Regions from separate parts of the Macaca mulatta genome. Here region 2 is linked to region 1. A link is a contact called in public Hi-C data. All regions are on one chromosome and are shown on one strand. Each heading gives the region's core, a stretch centred on a gene start, on an enhancer-like site or on the middle of the called end of the contact. The rest is flanking DNA. Distances are from core to core; before and after follow the strand shown. Region 1 has its middle 24 kb from the start of SCML4. Region 2 holds the start of SOBP (sine oculis binding protein homolog).

The links. A called contact is a pair of places that touch in the nucleus more often than the background predicts.
Region 2: a Hi-C map of fetal cortical plate shows a contact between it and region 1, with 2.4 times the contacts expected there. The contact joins the promoter of SOBP here to the enhancer-like site in region 1. A contact is called at or near these places in 2 of 14 Hi-C or Micro-C datasets (fetal cortex germinal zone and fetal cortical plate).

Annotation. Positions count from the first base shown.
Region 1 is chr4:77,930,888-77,937,664 of T2T-MMU8v2.0, reverse strand. No RefSeq gene overlaps it. Among named protein-coding and RNA genes, the nearest start is that of SCML4, 24 kb to the left of the region's middle. Within about 2 kb of position 3,799, at least 9 of the 40 cell types and tissues checked have an H3K27ac peak or open chromatin away from gene starts, as enhancers often do. A contact at or near this core is called in fetal cortex germinal zone and fetal cortical plate, where this site is marked.
Region 2 is chr4:78,291,907-78,298,683 of T2T-MMU8v2.0, reverse strand. It overlaps SOBP (sine oculis binding protein homolog), which reads left to right and starts at 4,187. Exons shown (of 6, transcript NM_001104534.1): 1 at 4,187-4,282. The coding sequence starts at 4,187.

The DNA.
Region 1 (6,777 bases), core at 2,550-5,049:
GGAGGATCACTTGAAGCCAAGAGTTCGAGATCACAGTGAGCCTATATCCCCAGCGGGGAAGGCAGGTAGCTTTCCCTCACTGCAGTCAATTCCCCACCCCATTTGTCCTCATGTCAAATTTTGTACCTCTAACACTCCATATATATTTTAGGGAGACTAAGAAATCATATCCCTGGCTGAGTGTGGTGGCTCATAACTGTAATCCCAACACTTTGGGAGGCCAAGCTCAGAGGATTGCTTGAGGCCAGGAGTTCGAGATCAGCCCAGGCAATATAGTAAGACCTCGACTCTACAACAACAACAAAAATGTATAATTATAAGGCCAGGCATGGTGGCTCACACCTGTAATCCCAGCATTTTGGGAGGCTGAGGCAGGCAGATCATTTGAGGTCAGGAGTTCAAGACCAGCCTGGCCAACATGGTGAAACCCCATCTCTACTAAAAGTACAAAAAATTAGCCGGGCATGTGGTGCACGCCTGTAATCCCAGCAATTTGGGAGGCTGAGGCAGGAGAATCGCTTGAACCCAGGAGGTGGAGTTTGCAATGAGCTGAGAATGTGCCACTGCACTCCAGCCAGGGGGACAGCGCTAGGAAAAAAAAAAAAAAATCTTATCCCCAACATAGTAACACAAAGGATTTCACGTCAGCAAAAAGGATCATCTAAAATTAGGCTTAGAGGTCAGTCTGTCCTAATACAGTGGGACCCAGTGGCCCTGACCACCAGCTAACATTGCTGGAGCCTAGAGACGCTCTGGGGCCTGGCGATGGGAGGAGATGGCATGTACTGTTAGCTTGTTTTCACCTTGGCCTTAGCAGCTACTGGAAAGGTGATGGTTCTCCAGAAATTACAGAATGATTGCCTGGATTATTTTTTCTTTAAGAATGAATGGAGGAAAAGGGATTTTCTCACTTGCTTGAGAGATTTCCTGTTACTAATGAGAACATTACAATCTTGAGAGGATAAGGTGACCCAGGTCTGAATCTGAAACTCTTCATGATGACGCTCCCTTAGAAAGAAGTGGACAAGGGTGTTCCTTGGGATCCTCAGATTTCAATTGTGTGTGACAGAACAGTTACATTAGAGTTTTATCATCTGAGCAAGAGGATACGGTGTGGAGACACAGCACTTTATGAGACCCAAATTACTGTGAACATTTACTACATTTATATTTTTACCTTGTATCTTCCAGATGCTGGGCCCTTGTTTTCTTTCCTCGAACAATGCCTGGCTCCCCATTAAACTTGGGTGCCACATGTGTTGGGCAAATCTGTGGGGAATGTTCCAGCGAAGGTCCTGTCCCTACCTGCAGTGACAGGAGACAAGTGGGCCTCTGATGTGGAGAGAGAAGGACGTTCCCTGAGTGAGCCTCCTACCAGCAGTCCGGGGCTGGCCTCAGACTCCACTCTCCCAGGAGGCCAGCAGTCCCCAAGTTCTAGGACCTTCCTGGCCAAAGCCTTAGCCTGGCAGCCTGTCCACTAAGAAGTTGATTGGATCCTGAAAAGGGTCTTTGTCAAGCACCAATGAACTCTTCCTCCATTCATCAGGGTTTCCTTGGTGTTATGGGTTGAACAGTGTTCACCCCAAAAAAGGTATGTTGGAATCCTAACACCTAGTACTTCAGACAGTGACCTGATTTGGAAATAGGGCCTTTACAGAGGTAATCAAGTTAAAGCGAGGTCATTAGGTTGGCTCCCATGTGATCAGTGTCCTCATAAAAAGGACAAACTTGGTCACAGAGATGGGCACGCATAGAGGGAAGAGGAAGTGCAGAGACACAGGGAGATGAGAACCATCCCGGAGCCAAGAAGAGTCTGGAACAGATCCTTCCCTCATCAGCCTCAGACGGAGCCAAACCTGTGACAACTTGAGTGTGGACTTCTGCCTCCAGAACCGTGAGACAATCAAGCTCTGTTGTCCAAGCGCCCTCGATTACGGCATTTGTTACATCAGCCCTAGCAGATGAATCCCTTGGCCTCCTCTCCTCTGAGACCCAGGCAGGTCAGGGCCAAGGAGAAGAGCACATCTGCATCTGAGCCACCCATCTTTGGAGCGACGGCAACGAACTCGAGCAGGGCCAGGCAGTGTTATTAGGAATATTATAGGTGGTTGGGTTCCTTAGGACGTTTTGAGACCCTAGGTCCAAAATCTAAATGTGATAGAAACATATTACATGTTTGTTGTGTGTGTGCATGTGTGTGTGTCCCATAGGATAGTGGGTGTGAAATAGTTACCCAGGAGTTAAGGTCCCCAGGAGGGTCTTGTCTTGAACAAGGTCTTGTTCAGGATGGTGTACAGGTGGTACCTGTATCATTTCGTCCCTATGTCTACCCCACAGGATCATTCCTATTCAGTGTGGACCCCCATCAAAAAGTAAATCCCTGCCAAAAATAGCAAAATATAGATTTGCCCATAAACAGAAATTAATATAAATATATTCAGCTCCTCTGAAGAAAATGTTCTATAGACATGAAGGGCAGCAGCTTTAGCTACGTGCCATGACTTAAATGATCCGTCACTTCTTTTAAAAATCGGCTAAGAAAACTAATGACTTTTAAAAAAAGTTGTGGGGTGGGGGGCAGGCATGGCGGCTCATGCCTGTAGTTCCAGCACTTTGGGAGGCCCTGATAGGAAGATTGCTTGAGCTCAGGAGTTCAAGACCAGCCTGGGCAACAGAGTGAGACTTTGTCTCTAGAAAAAAAATGTAAAATTAGCTGAGCATGGTAATGCACACCAGTGGTCCCAGCTACTCCAGAGGCTGAAGTGGGAGGATTGCTTAAGCTGGGGAGGTAGAGGCTGCAGTGAGCTGTGTTCGTGCCACTGCACTCCAGCCTGGGTGACAGAGTGGGACCCTGTGTAAAATAAAAAATAAAAATAAAAAAAGTCACAGACAAGGTTGTACTTGATCTTACCTGAAACAAAACAGAGAGAAGCAGAGTTTTAAAAAGCTAGCTGGGTTTTTATAAATGGAATTATATAGACAGATTTTCAAAAGACCAAATAGAAATAAGTACTTTGCATAGTGAGGGTTTCCACGTTCTTTTATTTCTCCTCAAGCTTCCCCCTCCCTCCCTGCACCTAAATCCGTTCCTGGCTAGAGCTGCCAGAAAAAAATACAGGACACCTAGTCAAACTGGTATTTCAAGAAAAACAATGAAAGCTTTTTCGAAGTGTAAGTACATCTCAAATATTTCATGGGACATGTTTATACTAAAAATTCATTTGTTGTTTATCTGAAATGCAAATTTAACTGGGCATCTTTTTTGGGGTGCTGGATCTGGGGACCATCTTATGCCGGAACGCACGGGCTGTGTGAGGGGCGTCCTACTGAGAGTCCGGCTGACGGCCCGGGCCGGTTGTATCTGTCCCCCGGCTAGGAGAGGCTCTGAGGCAATGACTGCAGCTGTTCCCCCCCCAGGACGGGGGTCGGGGGGTCGGGCCTTGGGGAGCCCCAGTAGGAGGCAAGGCGCTAGAAACTAGAGAAGCGACAGGGACCCCTTTTTTGCGTCTGAGTCCAAGGAGAAACAGCTGGGTCTAGGGGGAGACGGTCCGGACTCTGGGTCTGGCTCAACGAATGCCGGAGGCCACCCTGAGCTCCAGAGTGGTGGAGCCCGGGACGCGACTGCGAGGGGTCCGGGAGAGCCGGGGGCACCGCAGCCTCGCTCCACCCCCACTGGCCTGCCCGGGACTCCAAGAAGAGGCAGCGGATCTCCCAGTTCCTGACCAACCTGGCCGGGCCCCGGTCGGCCACCTCGCGCCCCCTGGTGGCCGCAGAGGGAGAAGCCGCCCGCTCATTTCTCCTGCAGCTGCTGGAATCTGGACTCGGGGGCTGAGCGCCCGGACCGGAAGGAGGGAGGGGACACGACAGAGTCCTCGAGGGAGCTAAGGCTTCATAGGGCAGGAAGAAGACAGTGGCCGTTTCCACCGAAGACACCACGTGCAGTGTCTTCACGGGCAAAGCAATCCCAGCTGTGAATCCCACGGAGCATCTACCTGCTCACCAAATTCTGGCGGCAGAACGAAGCCTCTGGTCGATGTCCCCAAGGGAGATCCCTCGCCGCTCCTGAGAGCACCTTTGCCGACTCCCCTCTGCAGGCATTAGGCCACTGGGGAACTGAATGCTTTCCTGGCCCCACCAGTTAGCCACCTTGTGTGACAGGGAAATCTTATCTTCTCAAATATAAGACTGGTCAAGCTGTAAGAAAAATACATATGTACATCCTCCTCACTCAGCAGTAACATTCTCAGGCTCTTGCTGCTAACCCAAAATGAAAAGATCAAGGTCTGAGGACTTGGTTTACATTATTCACACAATGATTTTATCCTCTTTCCCCTTCCCTCAAGGCTGTGGGAATGTTCTCTAAGAGGGGGAAGAATCCAGACTCACGTGTTCTGAGTGAAAATCAAGGGCAAGAGTTGTCGTTACCACCCACGCGGCTCTTCCCCCACCCCGCCGGTCCCAGAGCGAGTTAAGAGCAAAGTGGTTAGAGCCAACACTGTACTCAAGATGGCTAATTTTATTAGTCAATTTGGCCAGACCAAGGTACCCAGATATTTGGTCAAATATTGGTCTGGATGTTGCTGTGAATGTGTTTTTCAGATAAGAATAACATTTAACGTGGGGCTGAGGCAGAAGGATTACTTGAGTCCAGGAATTCAAGACCAACTGGGCAACATATGAGACCATCTCTACAAAAATTTTTAAAAATTAGCCAGGCATGGTGGCTCCACCTGTGGTCCCAGCTATTGACTGCTTGAGCCCAGGAGGTTGAGGCTGCAGTGAGCTGAGATTACACCACTGCCAGCCTGGGCGACAGAATGAAACCCTATCTTCAAAGAAAGAGAGAAAGAGACATTTAAACCAGTAGATTCAGTAAATTACCCTCCATAATGTGGGTGGGTCTCATCCAATCAGTTAAAGGTCCTTTCCTTTTAAGAAAAGGAAAAAGCTTGACCTAGCTGAGGAAGAGGGAATTCCGCCTCCAGGATGCCTTCCGTCTTGAGACTGCAACTGCAGCTCTTCCCTGGGTCTCCAGCTTGCTGATCTACCCTGGAGATTTTGGACTCACTGGCCTCCACAATCACATAAGCCAGTGCCTTACAAATCAATCAGTCTTTCTCTGCCTCTTTTGATAGAAAGGAAAACAGATCTACCCATCTATCTATTATCTATCTATAGAGAGAGGGACATCTATATGTCTATATGGATAGATTATCTATCTAGAGAAATAAAGGGAGATTTATTAACAGGAGATATATATGCATCCGTGTGTGTGTGTATCTGTCAATCTCCTGTTGGTTCAATTTATCTGGAGAGCCCTGACTGAAGGTCACTAGGGCCTTGGCATCAGCTCAGCCCAGGCCCATTCCCCTCACCCACTCCAGAGCATGGCTCTAGCAATCCCCATCTCCCGTCTTATCACCTTCCCTTTCCAGTGGGTGATTTCCTTCTGCAGAAAGCAACTGTTGTTTCTCTCATCCTTGAAAATCTCAATCCCACTTCTTTTCCAGCTACTACTAGTTTTTGTTTTTGTTTTTTGTCCTGCTTGCAACAAAATTCCTCTAAAAAGTCTGTACTCTCTCCAAGTTCTCTCCTCCAATTCTCTGTCATTATATTGTGAAATATAGCACACACAGAGAAAAAGGGCAAAACCAGAAACATCCAGCTTGATAATTTCTCCAAAACCCTTACAACCACCAACCAGATCAAGAAATAGCACACTGGCAAGAGTTCAGAAGCCTTCCTCATGCCCCTCCCGGTGTCCACCCCATCTGCCCCCAAGGGTAAACACCATCCTGACCTTTATGATAATCAGTTCCTTAATTTATTTTTTTGTGCCATCTAGGCTTGCATCCCCTAACACTGTACTTCATTGTTACCCATTTTTTTGATCTTCAGATAATGAAATAACACAAGATCTTCAGATAATGAAATAACACAATTTTACAGATGTAAAATTTACCCATGTCAACATGTATAACTACATTTCATTTGTTTTTGCTAAATTGTAGAATCTTTTTGTTGTTGTTGTTGTTTTGTTTTGAGACAGCGTCTCGCTCTGCCACCCAGGCTGGAGTGCAATGGCATGATCTCGGCTCACTGCAACCTCGGCCTCCCGGGTTCAAGCGATTTCTTCTGCTTCAGCCTCCCGCGTAGCTGGGACTACAGGCCCCTGCCACTGCACCCGGTTAATTTTTGTATTTTTAGTAAACACTAGGTTTCACCATGTTGGCCAGGCTGGTCTCAAACTCCTGACCTTGTGATCCACCCGCCTTGGCCTCCCAAAGTGCTGGGATTATAGACCTGAGCCACCATGCCCAGCTAGTTACTTTACGGAATCTTAATGCATTATTTATCCACTGCTGCATAATGTATTACCCCAAAACGTAGCAGCTTAAGACTAACGTTTATGATTTCACACATGTTCTAAGAGTCAGGAGTCTCGAGAGTGGCTTCGCTGGGTGCTCTGGCCCACGGTCCTCTCATGCAGTTACAGCAAAGCTGCCACCTGAAGTTGTCATCGCTGAAGACTTAACTGGGGCTGAGGGAGCCACTTCCAAACTCCCAAGGCTGTTGACAGACTTTGGTTCCTCACTACTTGGGCCTCTCCAGAGGGCTGCTCGTGACCTAGATTCCCCAGAGCAAATAAGTCAAGAGACAGAGTGTGAGTGACAGAGCTCCCAAGATGGAAGCTGTAATGTCACGTTTCCTGTCACGTGACACACCATCACTGCTGCCCATAAGCCACTGATCACACAGGAGAACCCTGGCCCACGA
Region 2 (6,777 bases), core at 2,938-5,437, 360 kb before region 1:
CCCAAAGTGCTGGGATTACAGGCTTGAGCCACCGCGCCCGGCCTAGCTTTTCTCTTAATAGCTTATACAAACCTTAGTTTCCTCATCTGTGAAATGGGGGCATAATAGTAGAAACAGCCTCATAGAGTTTTGTGATTATTAAATGAAGATAATTACTATAATGTATTCAGCATAGTAATTATTTCACATATTTTAATCCCCATATTTGGTTAAATCACAGAGCTTTTCAAGATAAACATTAATTTCAAACAATAATACAGGAAAACTTTTTAAGTTTGTTATTATGTCATACTAATCAATCAGCTAGTGTTTATTAATTCCTCACCAGGCATGAGGACTAGGTCTTTGAGTTAAGTGTTCTTGGAGACAACAAAGAAACAAATGTGGAGGTTGGAGGCCTGAGGCAAACCACCCTGGGGTCTTCCCATCCTCTCTCTGATGTGTTTTCTAGGTGAATCAGGGTAGAATGATCATCAAGACTAGCCTTGAAGAGCAAAAGAAGTCACAAAATTGTACCTGAGGAATGTATGAAAGATCAGTCCTGTACCCATCTTGATGACTAGCAGGGGTAATAGAGGGTAACTTGAGGATTAATTGCATGTCTGGAGCCCTGGGTGATACGTGTGGGTATATATATATAGAGAGAGAAAGCACGCAGGAGAGTGCTAGTGGTTGGGGAGCAAAAGGATACATCACTGGAGCAGGAGTGGGGCTCTTCTGTAATGCATATAATGTATTGTTCCTACCTGTGTAGTTATACTCTTGTGGATTATGAAGTTTTTCAGGGAACATTATTTAACTCATGGTATATCTAAATTCGTAAAGCATCATCTGTTGTTATAATTGTCTTCATCTACAGTACATGTGAAGAAACCTAGGGTCATTAAAAGGTGTAACAATCATCATTACTTCTGAAGTTCATTCTAGACTAAAAGTTTTCCTCATATATACTTTATGAGCCTTCTTTCTGTCACCAAAGATGTGCATTGTGGATTTCAATACAATGTTCTCACCTCAGTTTTCTGAAGGACATATGCTTGTGAAGGAACAGGTGACTGTTTAAGATCATTATTTTTATTAAATGCCTGAACCATCACAGAGTAAGTAATTTTCTTTAAAGGAAGTATAGCTGCCTCTAAATATAACTCTGGGCTACAGTTCACCTTTTCTGTTTATTTTATTCTTAACTTGTGAAACTGTATCTTAGGACTTGGGGTATATAACTTGTTATTTGATACCAGCTGCTCAACAGTGAATCAATTGTAATGCTCCTGGCACCAAAGGAAACAGAGGGGGCTTAAATATGTTTACAGAAGACAAAAGGCTTATTTTTTGCGTAGTTTACAACATATGTTTCCACAGTTTTAAATATTAAAAAGCATCCCCCCAAAGTTTTTTCACTATTTCCCTCATTAAAGACTAACAGGATCAAACAGAGAAAACAACTCTACAACCCACATATTATTTATCAGATGTTTTGGATGAAATTCAGATTTAAAAAACCAAAAGGCTCTCTCTTCCTCTCCCCCTCCCAGCAAGAGCATTAGGGAGATACTCCCCACTGCAAAATAGACCCACTCACACACTGGCGAATGTTGCACTATCATTCCAGGAGCAGGGGGAAAGTTGCTGCGACAGCCTTAGGCTCCTCTCCGCGTTATTGGGTCGTCGTAGGTGCGCTGTGGGCTGCTGCGGGGTTTGAGACCCGGCCAGAGGACTCGCGGCTCACGACCTGAGTGTGTACCTGGATAAGTTCTCAGAGGCTACTGGGAACATTGCAAATACAGGACGCCTATACTGCAAAGCTCTCCCTAAAACCTCATCAGTCCTCCTCTCTTGACTCTTCGTCGTCCCAGGAATTTTAACTTTTCCTCGGCGCAAGTGTTTCTCGTGCGGACCCCTTGCAGGCGCAAAGCCTGGCTCGCTCTAGCCTCCTGGCTTGCCCAGGATCCAGGCAGCCACGCGGAGCATGGTGCAGCTTCCCCTCGCTTCCCCCCGCGACGGTGAAGAGAAGAAATCAGGAGGGAGGAGGTACTCAGCCCTCCTGGGTGCACTCCCAGATGTTTTTAAGTTGGCCTTTATGAAAAACAAAATGATGCTAAAATGCAAAATAGGCAACGTGGAGGTACTCAGCTCTCCTGCGTACACGCCCAAATATCTCTAATTTGACGTTTACGAAACAGTGCTAAAATGCAAATCAGGCTTTGTAATACCCAGAATGAGCCTTGTTTGACAGGCCAAACTGAGATTTAATGGAAAGCTTACTCATATCCCCACACGAAATTCATTCTTTTAGGAACTTAAAAAAAAATTGTGTAATTTTAAGTTCCACCACTGTCATAACGAACACTCCACAGTAACACACAGTGGAACAATGGACACCCCCCATATCGCATTGTGTCAGGTAATTATGAAGTGTCGCGGCGCGGGAAAGAGAAGCTGGGAACGTCAATTTGTCCTCCGCAGCGTGTGGGAGCGCTCAGAACCGCGCGTCTCCCAGAAACATCATCCAACCGTCACCCCCAATGCCTCAACCCAGGGACAGGGACAGACTCAATCAGACCTCGTCCCCAGGCGTGGCAGGAGAGGGCCAAAGAGAGGACGTGTGAGCGCAGAGGAGCGAGCACCGCTCCATGGAGGGCAGGCGCTAGCTGGGAAGTCGGGAGGAGAAAGTGCAACCGGGCGGGGAGGGGAGGATCCCACCGGGGCGTGGCGAGGGCGCCCGGACTCCGGGTGAGCGGGACCCTACGCGGGACCGTGTTCTCCCAGAAGCTCCCACTCAGCCCAACCTTTTGGGCGAAACCCAGGGCAGCCAGATAAGGGTGCAGGCGGGGTCACGCGTAAAGCTGTTGCTTTGAAGCAGAGCATAAGTGAGAAAGAGATAAAGAGAGAAGGAACAAGGGGAAAAAGAAATCAAGGGGCTGAAGGCCGAGATGTCCTACTTCTAAGTGGTTCTTTGCGAGGCAAAAGCTTCATTGCCAGCGCAGTCCGAGGCAGCGCCGCGTGGAGCACCGGCCGGGTCGGGCACGGGGACCTCTCCAAGGGGTCTCCAGCCTCCGCGCACTCTGCGGTGGCCCCCGGAGGGGGAAACTCTATCCTGGCAGCTCAGTGGGGGGAAGCGCGTCGGGGCTGTGGGTTCCTTCCCCCGAGACCCCAGCGCTGCACCCTCGAGGCGGCAGGCTCAGTCAACCCTCCCCGGGGGACGGCGGCCCTCTAGCCAGGCGACCTCAGGTCTCGCGCCCTCCCACCGCTCAACCTCCTCGATTCACCCCCATTCATTCTTCCTCAGCGGCTCCTAGGACGGGCTCAAAAACCAACTCCACACGCAACCCAGCCCACGTCGCGGAGCTGAGGAGCAGGGCTGGGTTCGGAGCGGGCGCCGGCGCCCCCGGCGCGTGGCTGGGAGTTAGCGGCCGCGGGGGGCGCCGCGAGCCGCCCGTGGCCGCCGCGGATGAACAGGAGGCCGCGAGCAGCCCCCGAAGCCGCGCAGCATCCGCGTATCCAGTGACGGTGGAAGCCACGCCCGCTCGAGAGCCTGGGGGCTGTCCTCGCCCCCCCACCTTTCCCCTCCCTCCGACCCCCTCCCGGCCGCGCTCCCTCCCCTCCTCCCGCGCCAGCCCCCGGCCCGCCCCCGGCTCGGCTCGCGGGAGGCGCTGGGCGCCGGGGCTGGCGCGCTCTCCCGGGCTCACACACAGCCGCGCACGCACGCCCGGGGCCGCTCTCCGCGCCGGCCCTCGCTCCCCGCGCCCATGCCGACGGACAGAGCGACGGAAGATGGCTGACGACTCCACGGGGCCCCGAGGATGCGGCCCGGCGGCGGCGGCGGCGGGAGCGGCAGCGGCAGCGAGGGCGGCAGGGGCAGCGGCAGCAGCGGCGGCGTTGGCGGCGGCGGCGGCGGCGGCGGCAGCAGGAGCCGGAGCGGCGGCGGCTGCATCCCCGAGACTCTTCGAACTACCCTTCCCCGTGACAGCCACTGACGTCCTCCGCCGCTAGAAGAGACCCCGCTTCTCGGCGCCCGCCCGCCCTCCCCCTCGCGGCCCGGCCCGGCCCCGCCAGCACCGCTACCTCCGCCAGCCTCGCCACCATCAGCACCACCTCCACCGCCGCCGCCGCCGCCGCCACCACCACCACCACCGCCGGCGGCGGCAGCAGCCATTTCATCTCCACAGAAACCAGACACAAAAACATGGCAGAAATGGAGAAAGAAGGGAGACCTCCGGAAAATAAACGGAGCAGGAAGCCGGCTCACCCAGTGAAAAGGGAGATCAATGAGGAGATGAAGGTATTTTTGGATCTCGGGGGCCAGGGAGACTGACTTCTTACTTGCGCCCGCTCCCCGTGGGCCGTGGTATGGATCTGGGGGGTACCGGGGCGCGCTTGTCAGTTTCTGTAGGATGCCCAGAACGGCTCCGCGCCTCCAGGTGTAAAGCAGAGGCCAACTCGCGGGCTGCATCCCCGAAATTGTTGCCAACCTCAGATTTGATGAGGGGGGACCACATACTATTTAACCTTACGAACCCCAGGTTGGCACTGGCGCGTTTCAGAGCGAGGGCACCGGGGACCCGAGCGGCGGTGGGCAGGGGAAGAGGCTTTCCCAGTGGACGGTGCAGTTTCTCCCCCGCTTTTTGGGAATCATTCTCAGGTTCCCTCCAAAGTTAGGAGCCACCTGGCCGGGGCACCCCGGAGAGAGCTCTATTCCACCCCTCTCCCCTAGCTCACCCTCCTTCTCCTCAATCCCGCTTCCCCCCAACCAACCAGCTGCGACGGCGTGAAGAGCCCGTCAGTGCCCGGCGAGCTGCGGCCCGAGAGGCGCGGGTCTGGGCACGGTCCTGACCGCTCGCCTCGCCCACCCCCGCCCGCTCCTCTCCACTGGCAGCCTCCGCCTCTCGCTCGCCTCTGCCTGCCTCACTTCCCAGCGAAGCAGACCCCGGCCAGCCCCGCTGGAGGACAGCTGTCTGAGGGCGGCCTTTGCAGGGCGCCTGCCCATTGTTCGCAAAGGCCGGCCCGGAGTCCTCTCGGCGAGGCCGGGCTCCCCGCCAGGCCAGCGGTGCACCAGAGGTGGAGAGCGCAGTAGCCTGGCGCTCCAGCTGTTCGCGTTAGAGCGATTGCACAAGAGCACTGCTCGGCTCCGGACCCTCTCGTTGCCCCCCAGCCCCTTATTTTCCATGAAGTTGCGGCTTTTGCCTGGGTGAGGGTTTTATTCTGTATTGATTTCACGAGTCTCTATTGATTTAAAACAATTTATTTTTCTGCGAGCCATCAAAAAGTAGCAGGTTTGCATTTTGCGGTCTTCTTGGTGTTCCCCATCTTCTGCATGAAATCCTTAATACTACCAGGTGGCTAAATACTACTACTTGGCCAGTTTTGGTTCAGTTTGTATTTAAAAGACAAACTGGATGAAAATGGTATGCAAGTAAGTCAAATTTATTGAGCTTTGACGCTTTCTTCATTAGAACAAACATTTTCTATCATAGCTCACGCTTAGCAGGGGACGCATAGATATACATCATATATGTATGTGTACCTAGGTGCATATGCTTAGCTTTACTTTCCTCTCGGAAATGTCAGAAGCAACCTAAATATCAGAATTAGGGGTTTTATTACTGGATAAGGAACTTAGTACCTGGAAGCTAGAGGTGCAGCATGAGTCCAACGGAGAGTTAAGGGAGATTTGCCTTGAAAATCAATACCATTTCTTATGATGGAAACCACCGTTGATTCCAATGATGGACAGTTATATATATTTTTAAGACCAGTAGAAGTTGTTGTTTTTTGATAGGAACAAAATTTAAACAGTCCATAATAACCATCCTTCTTCACTTACCCTTGCCTACTGTCCTGCATTTCCAGATTACTTTTGCATTTCATTTTAGGTTGGGGGTGGGGAAAGGGGAGAGAGGTGAAAGCCACTAGGAAATCGCAACCAGCTCTGGCCCTTTAAAACACTGCCTAATGTGATGTATATGGATGGCAGCTTTTAAGTTTCATAGGTTCTAGAATTACAAATTAGCTAATTTTAATCAAAACATGTGAAATGTTATCCCGGCTGGATATAAAGGCTGACTGTGCTCGATGCTTGGGGCTCGCGTTGTTGATTTTGGCTGCAGGCGTACTCCGTGGTTTGGGAGATAGTTGTCCTTCTACAGTATAACAGATGTTTGTCTGAACTGGTGAGGAAGAAACAAAAACAACATTGTGTGAAGGGGAAAAATTACACAATTTTTAGCCGATGCTGCAGGACTAAGTATGGAATTAACCTTGGTGCACAGAAATTTCCTCTTTTTAAAATGTTATTTTCCTTCCAAATCACCACCCACTATTTGAAGTTTTAATCCTCACCCTTTCAATCCAGAGTAGTATTAAATAAGAAGTTTTACACAGCAAATAATTCAATTGTCTGTAGGATCAGTATTTTCTCTCTGCTTTGGACCAAAGTAAAATACCCCTAACCAAAATTTTTAGTCATGTTCAAGTATACCATGCCCGAGATCTAGTGGAATTGTTTAGGTGCATTCTTCTAATATAACAGCACCAAAAGTCCTCACTTAAAAAGTGGTTTCTCAAAGTCAAAAGGTGGAAGGGTTATTTTGAACTCCTTAATATCTTTCTGTTTTTAATATTAATAATCACATCAACAAAACCCCTCCCCAAACATCATGATACTGTTACTCCTCTAGCTCCCTGAACCTAAGTGTAGAGTAACATAACAAGTTGGTTGCCCTGTATATAGTTGTGTGCAACAAAATGTCACTGAGAACACAATGTGGCCTTGTGCAG